2 separate regions of the Sus scrofa genome follow, and region 2 is linked to region 1. The links are chromatin contacts, called in public HiChIP or PLAC-seq maps. All regions are on one chromosome and are shown on one strand. The core of a region is the stretch at or near the end of the contact, and the rest is flanking DNA. Distances in the headings are between cores, read along the strand shown.

Region 1 (7,348 bases), core at 2,718-5,217:
GGGGTAGCCTCCCGCCTGTACCCACAGCTGGGATGGATGAGATCGAGTTCCACTTCACATAGCCAGAGTAATCAGGACCAGGCACAGGCCGTGTCTTTGTAGCCCCAGAGGTGGCATGACTGGCTCCCGCCTTGGCTAGGACAGGGGAGACGGGAGCAGGGGTGCCCGTGTCTGCGTAAGCAGGAATCCAGGGCTGTGTGTCCATGTGTGGAGCACAGCAGATGCATCTCAGGCTCTTTGGAGAATCCAGAGTCATTCTCTTCGGGAGCTTCTGATCCTGTGGCTGTAACATAAACACAGAGAGAAATCGCTGGGGGACGGAGGAGTCATGTTTATGTATAATTGAGTGTTCCACTTCGCCGTACGGATTCCATGAACCTCCCCTACTGCCTCACCCATCACCTCTATGTCAGTGACTCCCAGTGTGGGCTCTTCACCCCAAGCTCTCAGCTCCGGGCCTGTTCGCCATCTCATCCTGGACACCAGGGCCTGTATGTCACATCCGCATGGCCACACGCAGGCCACAACTCCAGGTCCCTGCTCATCTTTGCCTTAAACTTGCTTCTCCTTCCTCCGCAGCCTCGTCCCTCAAACCTTTCAGCATTGTCTGTGCAGTCAGCCTCCGCCTTTGTGCCTCCCCTAGATCCCCACTGCTGTAACTCAAGTTCCGGCTCGTTCATCCTCAGTTTCAAGCCTGGGTTCCTTTTTCACATCTCTTTTAGAGGGTCTGGTGGTGGGCATGAGATTCGTTCGTGTTAGCAGGGCTGGCAGTTGGGTGGGAGCCCTGATGAGATGGAAACTGCCAGCTCTGCCGCATTTCTCTCTCTCACCTCAAGGGCAACTGAGAACAAATTGTTATCCATCGACATCTCTGCATGTGTCGTAATAACTTCTTCTTCTTCTTCTTTTTTTTTTTATTTTTTTTATTTTGCTACTCCATATTCTCTGGACCCTCAGCAAGCACCTCAATTGTTCATGGTTCCCAAATCTTTATTCCTGGTCGAGTGACCTTAACTTTCTTCCCTGAAAGTTCTGGCATGGGAAACTGGTAAAGAAATCTCTAAAGGCTGTGACCTCATGGGCTGATGGGCATGGCTTGACACCACTCTTGGTCAGCAGGGCTGTCAGTTGGTGAAAGAGCTGGGTCTGGAGCAGCACAGAGCAAGGACAGGTTGGAACTCTGTGGCACCTCTGTGTTGGCTTCTCACTGCATGTAACCATGGCAGCCGTGAGTGCTGTTTGCTTTCACTTCCAGGTATTATGCTAATTTCTTCTGCGGCCAGCTCAACTCTCTAACTGCACTGGAAAGGGAATCTGCGAAATATGGTGCTAGCTTGGCCAAGCAGATGCCACAAAGCTCCACCCTCTTATATTCATGTTCTTCCTAATAACTGGCCACAAAATGTCCTTGATACAAGGATGAGAAAGGATGGAGAGAACAAAAATGAGATCCACGCAGTAAAGGACCGTGAGGATGCCCTGACAGAAGGGTAGAGTGCTCCTTGAGTGTGGTACCTTGTATGGGCTACTGCATATGGAACTGTATTACATACATTTAGAAGGTACCTTGGTTGTGCTGCTGCTTACGGAATTGTACTGCATACCTTTAGACGGTACCTTGTGTGAGCTACTGCACATGGACCTCTCTTACATACATCCAGAAGGAGACTGCTTTCGCCATTGTCTCTGTAAGCAGAAACTCTCTCTGTCTTGTTCCCTCTGGCTCCTTGAGGCAGGCACCCAAAATGGACAAAGTGTTTAAGATAGGAGTCCTCTTTTTGCTCTTTTCTCTCCAAACTTCTAAATAGAACTGGTTCTTGCAAACTCTAGTTGTAGTATGCACAGCATGGCTCATTTCAGCTACTTTGTAAAAAGTCAGAAGAGCACTGACCAGGCTGAATGTGGCCATCTGGAAAACTTTCCTGGAAGCAGTTTTGAATGCCCTGGATGGGAGTCATCGTTTCAGGGTTAGCCAGTAATCACTTTCTTGCATATAAGCTTAGCAAAAGAGTTTGGTCCTGGCTACGAATCTGGTGGATTAGCCTTAGAAATAAACATTCACAGGCCTGAGCGCTGATCTAGTGGGTAAACTACTTAATGTAACAATGTCTGGTATGTTCTATAGGGATGAAGGGAAGAAAGAACCAGTTTTTGTTGGGCATCTTGGCAAGGTGCTATACTAGTTGCTTATTAATATGTCTCATCTCCTTTAATCTTTGTCACAACCCTATGAGCTGGTTATTAGCTATGTCTTACAGTTGAGGATGAAAAAGTGTGAGCCTCTAGTTGTACAACTAAACAACAGAACCAAAAGCCAGGCTAGCCCAGGTCTGTTTGGCTCCAGGACCTTTGATCTTTCCATTATATCACAGTGCTCTTCCAATATGTTCAAATTATTTTACTTTTCTGGTCCTCAGTTTCTTCATCTGGCTAATCTTGGCAAAATATATGATCAGTTCTGCCAGGGGTTAGATGTTTCTCTAGGAATGGAGATATTAAAGGGAACCCCAGTTTTCAAGTCCACTCATTCTGTGGGACTGGTGTGCCAGGCTCCTAAAGGTGGCATGATCCAGAATATGACAGACACACTGGGCCATGCCCACCATTTATTGCTAGACTGTGGGAGCGGAGAGGAAGAAGGAAGGCCTTAATCCCCCAGTCTTTAGCCAGGTCAGGGGTGCAGCAACTCTCTCTCTTTCTCTCTCTCTCTTTTTTTTTTTTTTTTTGCTTTTTAGGGCAGCACCTGTGGCATATGGAAATTCCCAGGCTAGGGGTTGAATTGGAGCTGTCACCGCTGGCCTACAACACAGCCACAGCAATGCAGGATCCAAGCCAATTCTTCCATCTACACTGCAGCTTATGGCAACACCAGATCCTTAACCCACCAAGAGAGGGCAAGGATCAAACCCACATCCTCAGGAAGACAACGCCAGGTTCTTAACCCACTGAGCCACAGCGGGAGCTCCCACACACATATTTTGATCTTCACCCACGTCAGAGCTGCACTTCTTTGGAGGCAGAATAAAGGAAGCCAGACTTTGGCTCACCTTTAAAGACTAGAAAATGTCGTCAGCACACAACAGGTCCCCCTTATGATTAAAATAATGTGTGAAAAGCACATTGCATTTGGGAAAACAAAGTTATAATGCATATATTTGCTTGGTGAATATGCCAGGGTGTACTCTATCTTGTTGCATAATCTGTCTTTGAAAATTTGGGGGATATTAATTTTAGTGTGATCCAGAAAAAAAGCCTAATAATTTCTGGATTTTAAAAGCAGCTAATAAGAGACATTCTTGGGGCAAAGAGTTAATTGAGTAAAAGTTTCTTGTGGAGGAAAGAATTTGGGGTCAGGGAGGAAGTCTGACCTTCTGGAGCCTCCTTCCTCTCAGGCGTCAGTTCCTGTGAGAGTTAATACATGTGGTGGGAGAGGATCTCCTGCTGTTGGAAGCCCCAGCCTGCAAATACGGGGAATTCTAAGGAACTTCCTGTATCCACAGGGTCAGCCAGCTTTGTATGGGGGGACTGGGTAGCAGTGATAATTTGCATATCCCCTGTGGTGAAAAAGCTCCCAGGTGACAGATTCCTTCAGTAGAAAAGGAAGTCCGAGGAATCTTGTGGTTGTAGGGGGCCCGTGATGCTTCTCTTCGGTGCTCAAACACTTCTTATAACCTTGAGAAACCACCAGGTCAAGAGCGTGCTGTCTGCCCTTGGCATAAGCAGACCTTGGATGCAATCATGAGCTACTTGTAGGGAGGTAACAGAGCCATCAGGGATGGCCACAAACCCTCTATCCAGCCTAGCCCACGTCTCTAGAGAGAATCGCCAGGAAGGCAGATTTGCATCCTCACTTTGGGAATCCAAGTTCCATGGACTGAATCCGAGTTCCTCATATCTCTCCAGCCTTTAAGTGCAACCACAAGCCCCACCCCCTTCCTTGGCTGACCCCACCCGAACTCCCAACCAAGCAAAGTGGATCAAGGGTGAGCCTGGATATGAAACAGACCTTTGGTGGATTTGGGCTGCGAGGGGGCTGATTCTGGTGAATTCAGCAGGCACTTTCTCAATTTGAAACAAAAATTCCTTTGCGTATCTTTTTGTTGTGTTGTTTTATTGTGAAAGTCAATCTTACGCATACTTGGCTTTTCTTCAAGGCTAATTGTGCAGTCTGTTCTTTGGGAACACCGCATAGCCGTATAGCATGCTTAAAATGCATAAAGTTCAGAAGACTATAATTCTCTGGAGAGCAAATCCTGTGTTTATCCAAGAACTGGCTCTCTGCCTCCTCCCACACCAGTCACTCTCTAGCCAGTTGCATATTTGGTGGAGAGATTTATGGAACTGAGCATACAGCTGCAAATTTTCTTTTTTCTTTCTTTTTTTTTTTTTTTTCCCCAAGAACACTTTTTGGCTGTCAGGGCTGTTATGCAATAAACACAGACACAAATTATTTACCGTAGAAATGTCCAAAACTCCTAAGTAGTATCCTTGTTGACTGTGAATGTGTTTGTAAAAATCAAGTATTCTTTAGGTATAAGGAACTAATTCTATGGATGTAACTAACAAATCATGATTCAGCGTATATCTCTAATATTGTTCAAGGACTATCCATGAGTCTAGTTATACTGTATGACTACATCAGTTCTGAAGGAACTTTGTTAAAGTGAATATCTTATGGATAAAACCAGAGATTCTTTAACTGAATTCCACCAATCTGTTTACTGTAAAATTCTGCTGATTATTTACTGTGGTTTCTGATTTTCTATCCTTATGGAGTTCGCTTGGATTGGGAAAAATTCTCTCATCACCCTCTATTGTTTTTCATGTCTTTTTAAAATGTTTTGATATATACAATGGAGTATTACTCAGCCATAAAAAAGAAAAATACTGCAATTTTCAGTAACCTGGATGGACTTAGATATCATCATACAAAGTGATAGAAAGATCACTATCTATCAGACAGAAAAAGAAGATATCATATGATATCAATAATAGGTGGAATCTAAGTTTTTAAAACGATGCAAATGAACTTTTTTACAAAACAGGAACAGACTCACAGACTTTGAAAACAAATGGTTCTGAAGCAGAAACATGGAGGGGGAGGGATAAATTAGGAGTTTGGGATTAACTCATATACCCTACTATATATAAGATAAATAATTAACAAGGACCTACTGTATAGCACAGGGAACTCTACTCAATATTCTATAAATACCTATATGGGAAAAGAGATTCTGAAAAATAATGGATATATGTATATGTATAAGTGAATCACTTTGCTGTACACTTGAAACTAACGTAATATTGTAAATCAACTATGCTTCAATAAGAAACATTTTTTTTCTTTGGCCGCTCCTGCAGCATGTGGAAGTTCCAGGGCCCAGGGATCAAACCTGCTCTACAGCAGTGACCCAGGCTGTTAGGGTGACAACACCGGATGTTTAACCTGCTGCGCCAAACAAGAGAACCTAAAATTTAAAAAAAATAAGTGAAAATTAGGAATTCCCATTGTGGCACAGCAAAAATGAATCTAACTAGGAACCATGAGGTTGTGGGTTCGATCCCTGGCCTTGCTCAGTAGGTTAAGGATCCACTGTTGCCAGGAGCTGTGGTGTAGGTCACAGACACGGCTCAGATCTGGCGTTGCTGTGGCTCTGGCATAGGCTGGCAGCAACAGCTCCAATTTGACCCTTGGCCTGAGAACCTCCATATGCCTGGAGTGCAGCCCTAAAAAAAATAAATAAATAAAAAGACAAAAAAATAAAAATTATAAATAGTAAAATAATAAAATAAAAATTTTGATATGAATATATAACTCCAATTTGACATCTATTTCCAGTTCCCAAACCAAAACCCAAACTGGCTTTCTTGGGTAGGGACCTGTGCAATGGCTTGTCTCCCTTTCAACAATCTACAGTCACTGGATTATTCCAGAGGGAGAGATTGTGCAGGAAGAGGGCTAGAAAAGAAAAACAAATACTTATTTAACATTCACTGGTATTAAACAGTGGGCTTAGTACTTAATCAGATTTGATTCTCGTAATAAACATAATCCCCATTTTACAGATGAATAAAATGTAACTTGGAGACTTTGTAACTTGGCTAAAGTCACGTAACTATTAGGTTTCAAAAATGAGGAGTTCCCCTGTGGTATAGCAGGTTAAGGATCTGGTGTTGTAACTGTAGCAGCTTGGGTCACTGTGGTGGCATGGGTTTGATCCCTGGCCCAGGAACTTCCACATGCCATCTGCGTGGGCTAAAAAATTTTAAAAAACTAAAAATGAAAGTTAAATAAATTTTATTGCACTGTATAGAAAATTTATGCACAAAGTATTTGTGCATGTCTCAAATTATTACAAGTACTAGTGAAACTACTACACAGAAATTCTAAGACCATGGATTAGTTGTCTACTTCTACAATTTATTTAAACTAATATATAGCATTCATAATATTAGATATATATCTAGGAGTGGAATTGCTGGGTCACAGGTTATACATATATATTGCATTTAATTAGAGTGACCTTCTGCCTAATTGTTCTATCCTTTATTTGAAAGCAGAGCTTTGGTATGTACATTTGTTAGATATCTACGTTTATAATTTTTATATCTTCCTAGTGGATTGAGACTATTATCTTTATAAAATGTCCTTTTCTGGAGTTCCCATCATGGCTCAGTGGAAATGAATCTGACTAGCTTCCTTGAGGACGAAGGTTCGGTGCCTGGCCTCACTCAGTGGGTTAAGGATCCAGCGTTGTCGCAAGCTGTGGTATAGGTCTCAGATGCAGCTTGGATCTGGCATTGCTGTGGCTGTGGTATAAGCCGGCAGCTACAGCTCCAATTAGACCCCTAGCCTGGGAACCTCCGTATGCCATGGGTGCAGCCCTAAAAAGACAAAATAAAATGGGCTTTTCTGCATTACTGCCTTTGTCATAAGTCAAGTGCCCATGTGTGAGGTGCAGTTTATAGACTTTCAATTCTGTTACATTGGTCTATATAACTATACTAATACTATACCATCCTATAGACTATAATAATAGAATATAGCTTTATAATACATCTTTTAGACCTTTGTTGCTGTTGTTATTTCCATATCAAAAACACTTAAGAACAGGAGAGAGACTCATCTTAATTTGTACTCTTCAAAACTTCAGTTCATATATCTAAAAATAATGTCTTCTTTGCAAGTGTAACCAAACTCCTGGCCTAGTTCTTGGCACCTAAGTAACCAGTAAACTAAGGTTGTTATTCATAGTAAGTAGTTGTTCAATCACTAATTAATGAAAGTTATTTTTTCTCATTGAATTTTTGAGCCAAAAGGTGTTTTTTGTTTGTTTTGTTTGTGTGT
Region 2 (7,348 bases), core at 2,615-5,114, 150 kb before region 1:
AGATCTGGATGGGATGATGCTAAACCATCAATCTGCTTCCATTCACAGAAAGAGAATAAAAGTTGTGGCAGCTGGAGAATCCAGATTTCCATTAATGGTTAAGAATAATGTACATTTCTGGAGTTCCCATAGTGGCGAAGTGGTTAACGAATCCAACTAGCAACCATAAGGTAGGGGGTTTGATCTCTGGCCTTACTCAGTGGGTTAAGGATCCAGCGTTGCCTTGAGCTGTGGTGTAAGTCGCAGACGCAGCTCAGATCCCGCGCTGCTGTGGCTCTGGCGTAGGCTGGCGGCTACAGCTCTGATTGGACTCCTAGACTGGGAATCTCCATATGCCGCGGGAGCGGCCCAAGAAATGGCAAAAAGACAAAAAAAAAAAAAAAGAATAATGTACATTTCTGAATATCATGAAAATGTGCAGACAGGAACAACACACCACTTAGGGGAGTGTTAAGAAGACAGCACAGAGAAGATGAGCCTAAGTTAGTTATTAAGATCAGGTGGGAATAAGACAGGCATATACTAAGAGGCAATAGCAGTAATGTTATTAAACTTAATAGCTGACAGTATTCTTTCACAGGTTTTATGCATCTTCCCACATTGCTGCTTGGCCTTAACCAGAACCATTCAAAGAGGTGGTCTGCCAACTGGTGACCATCCCCTGTATTGTAAGACACTAGGACATACAGATAGTGAGAGAAATCATTTAGACATGTTTATAGCAATTTGACAATCTTTTGTCTGGTGACTACAATAAATACAATTGGGGCTTGTTTTATCTATTTTTTAACAACTTTGTTTGTATTGGGTTTTACCTAAGTGCCAGTCTTCAATGGATTGAAGACACACACACACATACACCTGATCCTTATCTACCAAAAATTTGAGAAGCACTGGCCCCAGAGCACCAAAATAGCCAGAAGGCATGAAGCAGTTGAGTCAGAAAACCTGGAGGAGAAGGCTCACATATAATAGTTTCCACCTGCATCAAGGGGCTCCTTATATTTTATTTAATTCTCTGAACAATGCACTGTGATTGGTGGTATGATCTTGACTTTAGAAAGGAGGGCAAAAATTTAGAGAACTGGCTGCAAAGGAGCCAGAGTCAAACCAAGATATTATGGAATTTTCACCCGTTCTAAAGAACTTCATCACCATGTCAGTGCCTGCCTCTCATCCATCAATGCTTATAGATCACACTTGATGCTGGGACCAGTTGCTCCAGAGCTCACAGTCCTGGCATTGCTGCTCACATGTCCTCAAGAATCAGTTCACTCTTTCTGTAAGTTAGGAAAATGGGTCTGTCTTCTAACTCAGCAGAGTGTGGTGTGTCTCACATGTCAAAAGAAAGCTTAAAAACAATAATAAACACCAGTTTCCATTTCCTGTTCACATCTACACACACACACACACACACACACCCCTCTCATCAAGCATCAAAAATAAATTCTGCAGTCCTTCTCACTGGAGTAGTGGTATCTAGTATGTTCCTAACAAGATTATTTTTCCCCTTATTTTAAGGTGCTTTTTTAAAACTTTTTTTTTTTTTTTTAGTGCCTCACCCACAGCATATCAAAGTTCCCAGGCCAGGGGTCAAATTGGAGCTGTAGCTGCCAGCCTACATCCCAGCCACAGCAATGCCAGATCCGAGCTGCATCTGTGACCTACACCACAGCTCATGACAACCCCTGATCCTTAACCCACTGAGTAAGGCCAGGGATCGAACCCTTATCCTCATGAACACTAGTCGGATTCATTTCCGCTGAGCCATGACTGGAATTCCTAATCATAATTTTTTATCATAAAATTTTATGATAAAAATTTTTATCACTAATTTTTATCAGAGATTATTAAACAAGAAAGTATTTTACAGGAAAGCATTTTTCATTTTTTATTTTTCAGATAAAGAAAGCTGCCTGAATTCAAATGAAAACAGGACTAGATTTAAAAGGAGGGAAAAAAAGCAGAAGACAATCATAACAGCAATATGACTTACAATAGGTGGCAAGAGCTTTGGGGCAAAACTAAATGTTGAACAGTGGATAATTAGGAATATGTAAATTTTTTTCATTCTGCACTTTCAAAAAGCTTAAAACACTGACTCAAAGAGAGATTTAGTGGGTCCAAGTCTGCACTTCTCTTTTCTTCATTTTTAAGGCCTACAAATAATTAAAAATTAATTAGCGATAACGAGAAAAATGTTTTGTCTAGTATCAAAAAATCATAATGGAAAGTATCTGGCAAGAATTTCTTTTTCTTCTTTTATTCCTCTTCTTCTCATTAAAAGCAGTAATGATATTAAAGAGAATGGCTTTTGAACACATATCATGTGCTTAGAAGCTTTACATGATGTTATTTAAGCTACGCAACATCCCTAAAAGGTAGGAATTATTCCTGTTTCACCGATAGAAAATTGAGGCCAGAGACATTAACTAACATAAGGTTGCAAACCTAGTACGTGACAGAATCAGGAAAGACACTGCATGTTTGAGCTTGAAGCCCATGCAAACTCTTGATAATGTTTTAATGATTATAGAATTAAAACATGGAGTTCTCTGGTGGCTCAGCAGGTGAAAGATCCAGTGTGGCTTGTTGCTCCCCTGGCCCAGGAACTTCTGAAAGACATGGCTAAAACAACAACAACAAAACAATAGAGTTAAAACATGAGAAACACCCAGCTGTTTGTTAATCTCATTAACTCTGAGTGAGACCACTATTTTGGTTAAATGATTTTCCTACTTCATGCAGAATGAGGCTCAGGTTATCCCACCTCTCCTCACCTGCTTCCCCATGTAAAACACAGACAATACCCATCTCAGGATTTGTTCCAATTACAGACAATAACAACTACCTGAAGCATCTCTAATGCAGCAGATGTCAACAAGCCACAATTATTTTTATTCTGTAAAGGAAGAAACTGAGAATTGAGGACATTTAGTTAGGAAATTATAGGTGTGGAGCTGGAGCTCAGGTCTGTCTGATTCCCAGCCAGAGTTCTTTATTGATTACATCATGAGGTAAGCAAGCGACTTTGGTAAGGAGGTTAGACCAAAAAAGACTGATTACTTTCTTCAAGCCCTGCATTGACATGTACATCCTTCATTGTTCGCTATTTAGCTATATTTATTACTTTCACTCTCTGGCAATTTGGGGCGTGGACATAATAATGGAAATGCCTCCACAGTCGTCTAATAACCTCCCTGCCTGTCCCCAGGATCGAGCTGTGTGGGTAGAAGAAAGGGCACTCAGGACTTCGACCTCAACCAGCATGATTAGCTCCGAACCGACGCCCCGCCCAGATGTTGATGTTTTCCTCCTTCGGTCCCGCCCCCGACCACGCGGGACTCCAGCCACGCCCCCCAGCTGGAGTTTCAGGGGCGGACTCGCCGAGTGGCTCAGCCTACCCACAGGGATTCCCTCTCTAGCCAATCGCGTCCCAGCTACGGGACTGCCCCTAACAAAGATGGCGGGGAAGGCTTCACTGAGGGCAGACTGATTTAACGCCTGAACCCACCACGGACAGCAAAGACAGTGGTAGCGGCGCAGCCCGGACCATGGAGGAGGGCAGCAGCGCTGGCAGCGGCGGCAGCGACGGCAGCACTAGCGGGAGTGGCGGAGCGCAGCAAAGGGAGCTGGAGCGCATGGCTGAGGTCCTTGTCACCGGGGAGCAGCTACGGTAAGACGAAGGACTGTGCCGGGGGGCTCGCCGTGGCACTGCTCGCCAGTGTCTGCAGAAGTCCCGCGCGCACGCGCGCCGTGGCTAGTGACTGGCAACTCGCTTGGGGCTCCGGGACGCCTAAGGGCGCGTGGACCCTCGGCGCCGCCCCCGGCTTAGCTGCTGCAGCCCAGCGCCCTTTGGACTCTGGACTGGAGCGGAGCTCCCGAGACGGATGCATGCGAGCGCATGGTGCTAGCTGCGTCCTCGCCCAGTGGCTGCAGCCCTGCGTCCAGCAGACGCGCTGCTTCCGACCGCGCGCGTCCCCTCTACCGGGGCACCCGGCGCTGCCAGGCCTCCTGGCTGACAGCCCTCTCCTAGTCCGTCCACAGAGCGAATGGGGCCGGCGGGGAGCCTCCAGCCGGCTTCAACCCCAGCCTCTTACTTCTAGATTAAAAGGAGCCAGCCCAAAGGTCGCCTTCACTTAAGGTTCTCTTTTTGCTTGCAAGTCTTGCTTCAGTCCCCTGAGCCTCAGTGTTTTCATCTGTAAAATGGGATTGATCACAGCAGCTTCCTTGTAAGGTTGTTGTAAGGACTAAACTGAGAACATTTCTCTAACAGGGTACCTGTCGCTTAATTAGTAGATTCTTGTCAATGGTCGTTTGGGTCCGCAAGGGGGCGTGGAGGTACCCTGACCCGCTGCCCTGCTGCAGTGCCAACTCCCCCGCGCGTACATTTTGGGTGGCAGAGCCCATCAGGCCCCCGGCTGCTTCGAGAATCGGTACTTGACAAGTCTCAAGATGCTCGGGACAGGCAGTGACCCCCAGATTCAGATCCCCGCATCACTCCTATGCAATCTTGGTCCTTCTCTGTTCACATATGAGAATCGTACTTATGGTCTGACCGGTTCCGCAGCTGCCTGTCTTGTGGTCATAAATCAGTTTGCCAGGGGAAAAAAAAAACCCTTGTCTCTCCAGCCTTTGAGCTACAACTTGCATGCCGGCCCCTGGCCCCATCACAAGGGCGTGAGTTCCTGTTTCTTCTACTTTTTGGTCTGAATCTCCAGGCTCAATTTGCTTTCTAAAATGCTGTGTTTCGGGACCAAAAGGAGAGGGAATCTTGCAAAGATCCCTAAAGGTTTAATAATCACCCTGCTTGCTGCCCTTAGATCGAAAAAGTAAATATTGGAGGTCTGAAGTGAGTGTAATCTTATAAAAGGCAAACTGCACATTTCTATTCCTTGATGATTTTTTAATGTATAGTCAACATTCAAGGGAATAAAAGCTTGTTTTCCATCAAGATATTTCCTAACTGAAAAAAAGTCAAAATAAAGCTTTTCTGATTCAGTTTGAAACACTTTAATAATTTAGTTACTCCTCAATCGGGTCCTTTTCACTTCCTTCAAAATAATAACTTGCATGGTGCCTCTCTTTGTGCAGAAAGCACTTCCTCCTTGGAAATGCTTAAATGCCCTTTCCTTGTGTGACTCCTGAGCCCTGGCTAGTCCCCTCTTCCCTGGCACCCCTCCCCTCTGCACTGCAGTAGGTTTGAGGGCCAGGCTTAGTGTGTCTGTGAGAAGGTAGAGGACTCTCTCAAGATTTATAGACCTGGGTGTGAATTTCTGCTCAGCTACTTTGTTGCCAAAAATCAATCTTGTTTTGAGAAGGGCTTTAAAGCCTGAGCAAATCTGTGTTTGCTACTTACAAGACTGGGACCTAAGACATATTACTTAACTGAGAACGATGGAAGAACCTACCTGGTGTTGTAAGGAGGATTAATTTGATGGGTGCTTAGAACAGAACCTGGTATGTAGTAAGTGTCAGTCATGTCAGCCTTAGCTATTATAGTTCTGTAATAGCTAAGTTAATTCTCTTCTCTGTGCCTGTTTCCTCACCTGCAAAAAGGCAATGACGATAAGCACTTCATGGTGGTGTTGTAAGAATTCTCCCTAGGGCTTCAAGTATTAATGAGCTTTCAACAAATGGTTGCTGGAGTTAATGAATATCATTGGCCCCTGTGTTTCATCACACATGACTTCCAGCTGAGCAGGATCTAGCAGGAAAGATTGGTGGTTCAGGCACAAGGCACAGAACCAGGCTGCCAGGGTTCTTATTCTGTCTCCACCATTTACTAGTCCTGTGACTTGAGGACAATTTACAACTTCTCCGTGCCTCTGGTCCACTTCTCTTGCAGGAATTTTGTGAGAATTAAACGAGGAGATGCTACATATAAGAGGCTTCGTAAATGTTAATTATTTAGGAAATTCCCGTTGTGGTTCAGTGGTAACAAGCCCAACTAGTATCTATGAGGATGCGGATACGGATGCGGATTGGATCCCTGGCCTTGCTCAGTGGGTTAAGGATCTGGCGTTGCCCTGAGCTGTGGTGTAGGTCAAAGATGTGCCTTGGATTTCCGGACCCCCCCCCCATTGCTGTGGCTGTGGTGTAAGCCTGCAGCTGCAGCTCCGATTCAACCCCTAGCCTGGGAACGTCCATATGTCCTGTGTGGCCCTAAAAAGCAAAAAAAAAAAAAAAGAGTTAGTCATTTACTTTTACTTTGGAAAAGTGTCATCATTGCTTTTTAAAAATCTCATCCATCCTAGGTTGAGTACATATATTTGAATGACTAGTATAGGTAATATGCTATTGTAAATACAGATAGTGTAATAATTAGAATTTAGGGATTTAAGTGGTCGTGTATGCCACTGGCTGCCTGATTACTGGAGGAACCTCTTATAAACAGTGAGGATAAAGTCCTTATTGTTACTGTCACATGTTTTTGCATCCCTCACTGCTCTCTCACAGGCTGATTGTGGGGCATTTATGTTGTCCAGGCCTCCTGCCTCTGTGTTGTGTGTACGCACACACACACACAGACACACACACACACACACACAATTCCTCTCTGCCTGCTCTTTCTTTTCCATTACTTTCTGGTCATCAAAGATGAGGCAAAGAGAAACTAGGATTAGGATTTGAAGTGCTAAATTTGGCTTTCAAGACCAGTTCTGTGAATTTTTTTTATTTAATATTTATTTATGCATATATGGATATATGTGTTTATTTTTAACTGTTTGCTTGGGCGAGTCAGCCACTCTGGGCCTCAGTGCCACACCTACAGAATGGGAATAATATTTTCCCATGTAAGATTTGTGGTGTTGGATCAAATGGGGTATAGTGTGGGAAGGGACTTTGTTAAAATAAATCAATAAATCAGGAGTAGTTGTTAAGATCATTATAATCTCCGGATGTGAAATTGGGTGCTGGCTCCATAATCCTCATACTTTGGTAAGAGCAGCTGGTTGCATAAGGATATGAAATTGAGTAACGGACTGAAAAACACCTCCTGACTGCAGGATCTTTTTCCTAATCTTTTTTGTGTTTCTCTTGTCATGAAAGATTTTACTTCCTTGCCCAGTGTATTTGCATGTTTTTGCTTCTTAAAAATGCCTTCGAATACCACTTCACAGCTTCAGGATGGCTATAATCAAAGACAGATAATAACAAGTGTTGGCAAGGATGTGGAAAAATTGGGACCTTTACACACTGCTATTGGAAAGGTAAAATGATGCAGCCACTTTGTAAATCAGCCTGGCATTTCCTTGAAGATTAAACATACAATTACCATATGACCCAGCAGTTTTACTCCTAGGTATATACTTAAGAGAAATGAAAATGTATGTCCACGTTAAAA

The links. HiChIP or PLAC-seq counts read pairs in DNA pulled down with a chosen protein or histone mark.
Region 2: a contact with region 1 is called in an H3K27ac HiChIP or PLAC-seq map of skeletal muscle, with 4 times the contacts expected there. The contact joins two enhancer-like sites. A contact is called at or near these places in 2 of 2 datasets of contacts at active chromatin or transcription factors (alveolar macrophages and skeletal muscle).

Annotation. Positions count from the first base shown.
Region 1 is chr4:18,993,805-19,001,152 of Sscrofa11.1, reverse strand. The region is part of intron 11 of DEPTOR (DEP domain-containing mTOR-interacting protein); the gene reads left to right. Among named protein-coding and RNA genes, the nearest start is that of COL14A1, 72 kb to the right of the region's middle. Within about 2 kb of position 3,967, at least 30 of the 83 cell types and tissues checked have an H3K27ac peak or open chromatin away from gene starts, as enhancers often do. A contact at or near this core is called in alveolar macrophages and skeletal muscle, where this site is marked.
Region 2 is chr4:19,142,762-19,150,109 of Sscrofa11.1, reverse strand. It overlaps DEPTOR (DEP domain-containing mTOR-interacting protein), which reads left to right. Exons shown (of 12, transcript XM_021090558.1): 4 at 3,215-3,676. The coding sequence starts at 3,555. Among named protein-coding and RNA genes, the nearest start is that of DSCC1, 15 kb to the left of the region's middle. Within about 2 kb of position 3,864, at least 70 of the 83 cell types and tissues checked have an H3K27ac peak or open chromatin away from gene starts, as enhancers often do. A contact at or near this core is called in alveolar macrophages and skeletal muscle, where this site is marked.